Regions from separate parts of the Mus musculus genome. Here region 1 is linked to region 2. Evidence: chromatin contacts called from public promoter capture Hi-C data. All regions are on one chromosome and are shown on one strand. Each heading gives the region's core, a stretch centred on a gene start, on an enhancer-like site or on the middle of the called end of the contact. The rest is flanking DNA. Distances are from core to core; before and after follow the strand shown. Region 1 holds the start of Ap1g2 (adaptor protein complex AP-1, gamma 2 subunit). Region 2 has its middle 64 kb from the start of Gm30275.

Region 1 (5,082 bases), core at 589-3,088, 1.0 Mb before region 2:
CGGGACTGAATCTGCTTCACTCTCTGTCTCTTTAGGGAGCTGCCAACCCCCTGGTGGTGGGAGCCGTGGCCTTGCTGGACCTCAGCCTGGCCTTCCTGTTCTCCCAGCTCCTCACCTGAGGCAACATCCTGGCTTCCTTCGGGTTCTGGCTGCCTGCCTCTGCACCCACTCTGACCTTCGACCTGCCTTCTCTTCTCTCCTCCTCCACCCACTTGTGTTTTCCCCTATCTCCGGGGCCCCTTTCTTTTGGTCTCTCGCTTCTTCCTTCCCTCTATTCTTTGAGATGGTCTCATTTATTCTGGACCCGTCTCTGGTCTTCCTGGTTTTTCTTTCCCACCCTGACCCCTTCTCTCTCTAGATTGTTTACATATGAAGGGCTGTTCTCTCTCAGAGTTGCTCTCTCCTCTGAGATACACAAATCTAAGTCAGACCATTGCCCCCCCCCATGTCCTCCCCAACCTTTTCTTTGAATCAAAACTTCACCAAGGGTGGGGGTTTGGTGTCCTGAGGAATCTCCTGGAATCTGAGTGGAGGGGAGAAAGGAAATGCATAAGAAGTGATTGGGTGGCCAGACAAGGCACTGCCTGAGCCACTTGGGGCTCACTGGCCCCAAGGGAAAGCTGCAGGAAAAGTACCCTCCACTCTTACCTCCCAGAACCTACCTAAGTTCTTGCCTACTTTGATCTTCCCTGAGGGAGAAAAGGGGAGCGAACAACAGGAAACTCCCCGTGCTCCCTCTCCTGCCCTCCTCAACCAGTCCCTCTCCCAACCACCAAGGATGGCACGCCAAGCCAAGAGTATTGAGAAAAGCAACGAAAAACCATCTGGTGCAACCAAGCCCGCCCCTCTTCAGATTCTGCCACTCACCTCTCTACCCTTCTCTGCCCCCCTGAAAATTTATTTGGTTGGTCTGGACTCACTTGTGGCCTTTGATTAAATTCCTAAGGGGACTGAAGAAGACATTTCTGCAGAGGGTTAGAGGCGCTGCAGCAAGCGAGGACCCCAGTCCTCAGCTCTGACAGTTGTGGGGCGAACACGTTGAGGGCTGAAGGGCAGCAGATGCTGTCACAAGTCTAGTTTCTAACCCCTCGCGTAGACTCCTGCGAGATGGGAGCTAACGGGGAATCAGAGGAAGCCGCTGCCCCACACAGGGCAGGGCAGAGGTGGGTGTCAACCCCGGACGAGAGTTGGGGGGAGAGCCTGTTTGAGATTATGGCTGATCCCTGGGACTAACTTTCCCTCTGGGGACAGAAAGCTGTACAAGAGGGGACTGTGGAACCCCGGGGGACTTTCCTACCCTGCATGAGGCAGAGGCAAGCTGCCTGCCAATCAATCCCTTCCTCAAGGAATGGCCTTGCCCAGGAATGCCCACCACACACACACTCTTCTTATTTTTCTAGTCAACCTCTGTTTACTCCCTGGCCTGCCTTCCTCCTGCCTCCCTTCCTTCCTTCCTTCTCAATCTTTACTTCTGATTTCTATTTCATGGAATTTGGGATTGAAGTTATACAACAGTGCCGCCAACATCAAGTCTTGCAGGAAAAAAAAAATAACAAAGAAATTTAACAAAAAAAAGTATATTAATAAAAAAGTTCCAAAAAGGGGGGGACTGTCATCTCCTTTGGGGTGCGATGGCTTCTGACTCAAGCTCTCTGAGTGCCACCTGGTGGGGTGGATGAAAAGTGAGGCCCCTGGGGGAGCCACAATCATGGAACAATTCTAGGCTCCTTTACCAAAGTGCCAGAGACAGGCCAGAGGTCAGAAATGTCAAGACGACTCAGCAGGGAGGCCCTAGAGGGGCGGGGTCCCGTGATAGAGGCGGGGAAGAGGGAAGGGCCCCGAACCGAGCACCAACCCCAGCTCTGTCCCATACCAGGAAGTGCTGGGTGGGGGGTAGAGGAGCAAAGTTGACACCGAAGCCAGGTGAGCTTGGGACTGGGAAACTAGTGCCTTCTGAAGTGGGAATGGGGGCAAGAAATCTCGCGAAGGGAATAGTACAGAGAACCAGAAGGAAAACTAGAGAGGAGAAACTGGTCCGGGAAGAAGAGCGAGAAATAGACTGGTCTGTAGCGCAGGCTCAGTAGAAACAGCCACAGGGTGGAGCAAGGACGCATGCGTAGTGGGGATGTCCTTGCGAGGCGGGAGGGTGGCCCCCGGGTACATGTGGGAGGTAAAAGTGGGCACAGTTTTAGGGCGGCGGTGGGACGCAATCCCTTCGAGATCTTGGCACAAGGCAATTCTATCCAACCGGCTAGAACGTGTTGAAATAAAGTCTTTTCAACTCCCGGGCTCTGTCCCCAGGATGGTGGTGCATTCGTTGAGACTTCAGGACCTAATCGAAGAGATTCGCGGGGCCAAGACGCAGGCCCAGGAACGGGAGGTGATCCAGAAGGAGTGCGCCCAAATTCGGGCCTCCTTCCGCGATGGGGATCCCCTGCAGAGGCATCGCCAGCTGGCCAAACTGCTCTACGTCCACATGTTGGGCTACCCCGCCCACTTTGGACAGGTACTGGCCTGGGATGGCTACAAATTTTGAGGAAGATGGCCAGTGCGCCCCTTTGTGTTTGTACCCAGGCTGTGGTTTTTGTTTTTTTGTTTTTGTTTTTGTTTTTTTCCTCCAGTTTTTTTGTTTCGAAACAGGTTCTCTATAGCCCGGACTGGGAACTCGAGAAAACCCTGCCTCCGTTTCAGTGTAGGGACTTTCAGGCATGCCCCGCCCTACCCAGCTAAATCCTTTAGTTTCTGAACCTTTTATCACCCTACTAGTGATTTCTTGCCAGCCCCGTTCAGCACCTCCCCATCCCCTTTCCAGACTCCACTCCTACACAGGTCCCTGAAACCTGCCTGCTGTCATCTGGATCCACACTTAAGCTTCTGGTTACAGAGAGAGTGATGAAATATGATCCCTCACAAGTTAATCTGGCCTAAAGGAGATTGTAGCCCGGAAGTTAGTGCCCTGTGGTTTCACACTGCCCTCCTGGTCTGCCTCCTTCCCTATAGATGGAGTGCCTGAAACTGATCGCCTCCCCCAGATTCACAGACAAGAGGGTGGGCTACCTTGGGGCCATGCTTCTATTGGATGAGAGGCACGATTCCCATCTGCTCATCACCAACAGCATCAAGAAGTGAGAGGGTTCTGGGGCACTTGAAATCAGGGCGCTGGGAGAGGGGGAACTGCAAAATTCCAGCGGGCTACCTGCTATCAGTACTGCAACAAACTGGTTTTCTCAGACTTGACTGACCATCCTTCCAACCTTACAGTGACCTGAGCCAAGGGAACCAGCCAGTTCAAGGCCTGGCCCTGTGTACTCTGAGTACCATGGGCTCTGCTGAGATGTGCCGGGACCTAGCCCCTGAGGTGGAAAAGCTGCTTCTGCAGCCCAGTCCCTATGTGCGGAAGAAGGTGAGATGTGGGCGGTTACCTCTCCAGAACTTGTTCCACCGTGTGGAAGAGGTGTGGACTCTAACTTGGTGGCCCTTTCTGAGGCCCTTGACTTCTGCAGGCTATTTTGACTGCAGTGCACATGATCCGGAAGGACCCTGAGCTCTCCGGCATCTTCCTCCCACCTTGTACCAAACTGCTTCGTGAGCGTCATCATGGTAAGGGCCCAGGGATGTCCGCTGTCCACTTCCGGTCTGGCTATTAATAGATGAAATGAAAAGCAAATCAAGAAACCCAGCTCGTCGGCTAAGGGCGGTGCACACATACAAACACACGTGTAGTAGTGTCCCATGGCCTGGCCCACCATTCACTGCCCCACCCTGACCCCAGGCATCCAGCTGGGCACAGTCACGCTGATCACGGAGCTCTGTGAAAGAAACCCTGCAGCCCTCAGGCACTTTCGCAAGGTGGGCTAGCGAAGGGGCGGGGCCGTGGGGCAGGCAGAGGTGGATGGTGGGCGCGCAATTGGGGCTGATGGTTGAGAAGAGACGGGGAGAGCCCAGACAAAGCTGGATGCGCCCTTCTTCCAGGTAGTGCCGCAGCTGGTACAGATCCTCCGGACTCTGGTGACTACAGGATACTCCACGGAGCACAGCATCTCTGGAGTCAGCGACCCCTTCTTGCAGGTGGGCTGAGCCTTACTTGCTGTGTTCCCAGAACAAAGAAGGCTTCCCAGGAAGACCATGGCCAGTGGTCACTTCCCATTTTGGCCCAGTCCTTGTAAGAAGGGAGCAAACTCAGGATTGCTCTAGTCATCGTAAGACTGGGGAAATGAAAGGTGGCTACAAGAAAGTCCAGTTTGGTAGCCATATAAAAAAGCCTATTCCAAAGCCCGGTATGGTGGCAGAGGCAGGTGAATTATGTGAGGCAGAGACCTGGTCTAGAGAGTGAGTCCAGTACAGCCACAGCTACAGAGAGAAAAACCCTCCTGTTCTAAACTCCCCTGACTCTATGTAACTCTGACCTCCTCCCATCCAAGGGACCTGTGGAGGTAAAAGGGAGTCAGACCCATTGCAGTGTTGTCTACAATGCTAGGTCTTTTTGCCTCGGACCCACGACCCTACCCTATGAACCACTCTGATCCAATCTCTTTCAGGTCCAGATACTCCGCCTACTTCGGATCCTGGGACGGAACCATGAAGAAAGTAGCGAGACCATGAACGACTTGCTGGCCCAGGTAGGAGGCACACCTTAGGCCTTGTGGTTTCTTAGCCTCCATCAGCCCTGGACATTCCTCACATGACCATTTGCCACACAGAGGCCATGTAATTGCCTTCACCCCCACACACACACACCTATGAATTCCATGAAGGACGGCTATAGTCTGTCATCGTGCTGCTGCCCTGGTGTGTAGGCAGTCCTTAACATCTAGTGGGGTTCAGGGAGCTTTGTGAGGGGCTGGAAGATAAACAGAGCACAGTGGTCACCTTCCAGCCACCACTAGAGCCCTATACAGATGAACCTCTTCCCCATCCCCACAGGTCGCCACCAACACAGACACCAGCCGAAATGCAGGCAACGCTGTCCTGTTGGAAACAGTGCTTACCATCATGGCCATCCACTCTGCTGCTGGCCTCCGGGTAGCATTCCGTGCTCATGTGCTCTTCTGCTGGGGCCCCACCTCCTCAGCTGGTCCTGGT
Region 2 (5,223 bases), core at 1,377-3,876:
CTGCCTCAGGATTCAATGTTGTGCTGATGGGGCAGGGGCTGGGGTGTGTGTCTACTTAGAGGTGATCATCTGGTCTCCCAGTCTCTCAGGATCCTAGGGAGATTTTGACTGACAATTGTTACTCTGACACTCTCTGGCTGCGGCCAGCACAGATCTGCTAAAAATAAAGTAGGATGCAGACTCTTGTAGATAAGGGATATTGTTAGGTTTGCAAAGGAGTCTAGTCCATCACAAAGTAAGCTTGGGTTCCCTCAGGGTTTAAGAGTCATTAACCCGACTTCGAAGGGAAGATTCTGTTAACAGGAAGAAGCCATCCTTCCCCTTGGAGGCTTGGAGGAAGAGGCTACAATTGGGTCAATGTCACCAGGGGATGCTCACCGTGTAAGCTATTCTTCCTCTGAGATCTTGGATGTATGCGTCAAGGCTGAAGTTGTCTCGGCAGCTGCTCTGCTCCTGGCAAGATCTGCAACCAGTGCAATGCTTGCTTCTTGACTTCTGCTTCACCTGAACACACACAGTATCTGCTAGATACATCCTCGCTGGTCTTCTGAGGTCATGAAAGCAGTGCAGTTACACTCATACTACCATATTTCCTGCTGCCTTGTTTCTTCAGTTGACTTATTATTTGGTTCTCTGGACCTCCAAGTTTGAAATCTTCTCGGTCTCTACCCCTTCAGCTCTCTTTTGCACTGTACCCCTGAAAAGACAGAGGAACAGGCAAGAGGAACCTGCTAAATTTAAAAATGAAACAGAAGAGTGGCTGGTTCAGTAGCCGGGTAACTATGACACAGTGCATTCATTAAAGTCATGTGGCCGCTATCAAGTTCAAGTCCTGGAGGTTCCTTTGTAGAAGACCTTGGCAAAGGAGCAACAGAGAGAGTGAATTCAGAGCAGGACAGTTGAGATAGAAGAACACTGGGGATGGATAAAGCAAGGGCATTGTGCTTGTCTTGGGAGAAGACGCCGTGAGTTATACCAAGTCTACAAGACTCCAAGCACAGTCACAATGGTATACATAGAGAGCTGTCTGTGTTCTAGCGTGTAGTTAAGGAGCTTTGTGAAATCTTTTCTGCTAAGCCTTATTAAAACTCCAGTGCCTCACATTTAATAAGCCCTTGATAATGAGAATATAGCTCATGGCACAGTGGTTAGAGCTAACGCTGTGCAATCTAACAATCTGGAATCCAAGTTCTTCTTTGAGACTTTAGCTGTTGACTCTCAGGAGAGTTTTAGCCTTTCTGAGGCTTTGGTTTGCTATCTGCCTCGTGGAGACACAGTACCTCCTCCAGCTCCCACACACTGACCCAGGGAGCAAGAACGTTAGGGAGGAAGATGTCTGGGAGGCTCTAAGCATTGTGCCTGACACATGGCTAGTACTCCCTGAAAACGAGCTGCTGGCTTTGTTTCCATGCCTAGGGCACAGAGATCTCTGCGGATTCCCGAGAAATTTTCACTCAAAGCCCCACTTAGCTGCAATGTAAACATCATTTCAGAAAAGGAAAATAAGCAAGCACAGGATTAAATCAATTACCTCCCTAAATGCCCCTTGACAATTGCTTTTTTTTTTAATGCATTTTACCTGATATTCATAATGCACATAATGTGTTAGATCAAATTTACATATCAGCTATTCTTCAGTTCCTCTGACATCTCTCTCTGCCACGTTTCCTTCAAATTTCATTCTCTTTTTCTCTCTCTCCCTCCCTCTCTTTCCCTCCCTCTCTTTGTCCCTCTCAAAATTACCCACTGAATCTACTTAGTGCTGCCAACATTGCATGGGTGGGACCATCTACTAGAACACAGTAGTATTATTTGCTTCTAAAAGTATAAAGACTGCCAAAGTTTCCAGAGACTTAGAGAATATGCTATTGAACCTGGCCTAAGATGGGAGAAACCCTTGCATGCATTCATTCTCCCCAGAAACAGACATGAAGTGGTAGTGGCTCACCCACCCATTTGCTACAAGCCGGGATGCTGTGGCCACAGCTCTGTCTTCTATTATATCTAAGTGTGATTGACCCAGTCTCATGAGCTGCCAATGGGGGAAAAGACTTGGAGTCACTGTAGTCAATCACCATTGAGAACCTATTAGAAGAACAAGGTACCATGCAGCCTCTTGAAAGGCTAAGAGTGTAGAAATGGCCATTACAGAGGAAACTCCTTCCGCTTGGCTGACTGGGGCAGGGTCTATGGCTTTACAGCAATTGGTACAGATGCTGGGTGAGGAGGCACATTCATTTTGTGTTCAGTAAAACAACTTTTATTCATGGATGTGAATTGTTATCCCCTTGGGAAAGGTGAAGGTATAGAAACAGGTTGCAGTTTCTAGGGGAATCTAATTCTCTCTCTGTCTCTGTCTCTGTCTCTGTCTCTGTCTCTCTGTGCATGTGTGTGTGTGTGAGAGAGACAGAGACAGAGAGACAAAGAGACAGACAGAGACAGAGAGAGCATAATGATGAATCAGAGCTGTGGTATCCTAGGAAGTCCTAGGTAATTACCCAGCCTGAATTTCTCCTGGAGCTTCTGGATAGTGCCAGATGTGCTCAGGCCTCTGTGCACCACCCCACAGAGCAGGCATCCAGAGCCAACCTCCTCTTCCAGGCTGTTCCTCACGTCTGGGAACACATCAAAGGAGGCTTGATATTCATAACCGCTGTGAGTCATTTTCACATAGAGCTGCAGGGAGCTGCCTGCACTGCTGCTTGCTGTATTCAACCCTTTGTAGGAGCAGCTGAGCTAAACCAATCCCCTATTATGGGCGAGAGTAGAGCCCTCCTGGGAGACCTGATTTACCCCCCACACCCCTATGCTGAATATAAAAAGCTCTTTTTTTTAAATTTGAGAAATAGTTATTAAAACATCCTCAGTCTTGGACTAGGCAACTTCAGAGCCCACAGGAACAGCTCGGCAGGTTTCTTCCACAAGGGTGTGACCACCCCAGGCCCTGTTGTTGGTGTCAATGACATCTGAAGCCTCCGGGTTTGTTTCCTTCAGAGGACAAAGAATGTCAACAAGAGTCCAACCACAGCCACAATTCTTCTCTACTGGAAAACAAGTGTTGCCAGGTCCTGCTGAGTTGGCCTATTGTTGGAAACTGTATTCTGTGTGCCATCCTTTGAGGGCTGACAGAAGCTTGGGAAGGCAAAGCTGCAAGATGGTAGGAGCTGGAAGAGGACTCAGTCATCATCTAATCCCAGGACCTCAAGTTACACATCACAGATGAGGCATGAACAGGATACAGGCTGTTTAAGGTCACTCAGACAGGCAGAGTTTTTGGCATCTGGAGTCACTCTCAAGGGACTGGAAAGCAGTGGCAGGTCACCTTGGTGTCCATGGAGGGCTAAAGAGAGGAAAGGGATGAAGACCAGGAGAGATGAGGCTGTTTCTTAGTTCCATGCCCGAGTTCCTCTGTGTGGAAAGTGACTGAATTATTTACCTCAATATCACTGTTTTAATGAATGACTCCGAGAAGTCCTGGTAACCATGGGTTTTGTGGTTAGTGGAGGACAGTCCAGTTTCTCAACAGGCCAAAGAGGGGTGCCTAGATTTGTACCCTGTTCTCAGAAACCACCCAAGGCTTTTAAATACCCTGGCTTAGAAGAACTCAATAGGGTATTGTTGTACTGGGTAAATGGTGAAAAAAAGAAAGAAGGAAAGAAAGAAAGGAAGAAAGAAAGAGAGAAGGAAAGAAAAAAGAATTATAGAAATACAGAAAAGAAGCAGCCAAGTTGTCTGGCTTCAGACCTGGGACACACCACACAGCTGTGTCTTCCAGGCTGTGTTGTTTCTGCTGCCAGCAGGAGTGGACCCCTACTTTAGTTTTGGACAGCTTAGAAAGCAAGTCCCCATATGTAGGTGCATCCTAATGCATTCTGGTCATGCGATATCTTTTCCGTCTGCTACAGAAGCAAGCACAGTTTGCTCTTTAAAATGCCCAGAGCTCCTTTTCCCATTTGGGGATTGTGGTGAAAGGTCAGACCACTGAGCTTGTCTAGTGGTAATAGGGGTTCTAGATAAATGAACCCCCAAGGTCTGCCAAGGAGATGAGAGAGCAGCAGACACCCCAGGGGAGGAACGTGACAGCAGAAAGCTACACAGGGTCTCTCACCTTTTGCTAGTAATTTGCCCTGTACCTCTATTTGGAGATGCCTTGTAATCTCCAAGTCCACACCTCTCTGTCACTCTGTCACCCCCTTTCTCTTGTTATTACCTTGTCAACAATAGTAGCCACCAACTTAAAGGACAACTGCAGCAGGATGCAGTGAGTGACTGGGTAGCTGCCTCCTGTTTAATAAACAGAGAAAGATTGTTTTGCAGCATCTCTCCATATGCTGTGGCATCTGTAACTGGCATGTAAGGGACTCATTTTCCTCACATATCTCATTAAAGATGCAAAGCAAAATGGAGGGCTTCAAGCCCGGGCTCTCCAGGAGCCTGCCCGTACTTTACATTTCTTACCATCTGCTGCCATCTAGTGGTCCCCTGACTCTTCTTCATGGCAAGATCAGAATCAGAGGCAGTCTCAGCTTTGGAGAAACAGGCATAGGATATTAAGAACAATGAAGTAGAACAAAATGATAACCATGGCCTCCTCAGATCTCTTGTTATCAACTGATGCCCACCTGGGCCACCTTGGAACTGCCTCCCGGAGCCGGAGAGCCCCCCAATAGATTCCCTCACCGAACTGATTTTAAATGTTAATTATAAAAACTTAGCATACATACTTGGAAGATCTTGTGAGCCTCAAGGCAAATTCTTTGGCCGGGACCCTGAATCCCCTCCACTTCGTGCTAAATTCCTTATATATTGAGAAACCCCTTAGAGGTTGGGGAGAAAAAGGCTTAGAACAGAACGGGAACCCCATGTATCTTTCCTGCAGTCCATCCACTTACTTCCATAGAGAATCCCTGGAGGCTCAAGTTAGTCCAAGGCTAATGGTGCTCCAAGTACCACATTTCCTGAGGCTGACCTTGTCTGCTCCATTGTCTGTGTCGGCATCAGAGTGTGTCCTCAGCCTTGATCCATCGGCTTGAGGTTCAGGGTAGCTAGAAAACCTCCCCTAGGAAGAAGGCATAAAGCGACACGAAGAGCTGAACTTATTGCAGCTCCTGAGCATGGCAAGCAGCACCCGGGCAGGGCAGGGCACACAGCAGCTGTGGGTTTATGCATAGGGTGCAGGTGCTTGTGCACCACTGTGTGCTCATAACAGAGAAGGATGGAAGC

What was found. Promoter capture Hi-C pulls out the DNA fragments that hold promoters and counts their contacts.
Region 1: a contact with region 2 is called in a promoter capture Hi-C map of pre-B cells, with 3 times the contacts expected there. The contact joins the promoter of Ap1g2 here to the enhancer-like site in region 2. A contact is called at or near these places in 2 of 39 promoter capture datasets (the 3T3-L1 cell line and pre-B cells), 1 of 484 Hi-C or Micro-C datasets (B cells) and 1 of 115 datasets of contacts at active chromatin or transcription factors (large pre-B cells).

What each region holds. Positions count from the first base shown.
Region 1 is chr14:55,103,349-55,108,430 of GRCm38.p6, reverse strand. Ap1g2 (adaptor protein complex AP-1, gamma 2 subunit) reads left to right here and starts at 1,838. Exons shown (of 22, transcript NM_007455.5): 1 at 1,838-1,923; 2 at 2,302-2,506; 3 at 3,001-3,125; 4 at 3,262-3,403; 5 at 3,504-3,600; 6 at 3,773-3,849; 7 at 3,973-4,068; 8 at 4,539-4,619; 9 at 4,924-5,022. The coding sequence starts at 2,303. It overlaps Jph4 (junctophilin 4), which reads left to right. Exons shown (of 6, transcript NM_177049.5): 6 at 36-1,605. The coding sequence ends at 119.
Region 2 is chr14:54,059,219-54,064,441 of GRCm38.p6, reverse strand. It overlaps Tcra and Tcrd. Among named protein-coding and RNA genes, the nearest start is that of Gm30275, 64 kb to the left of the region's middle. Within about 2 kb of position 2,626, at least 57 of the 459 cell types and tissues checked have an H3K27ac peak or open chromatin away from gene starts, as enhancers often do. A contact at or near this core is called in pre-B cells, where this site is marked.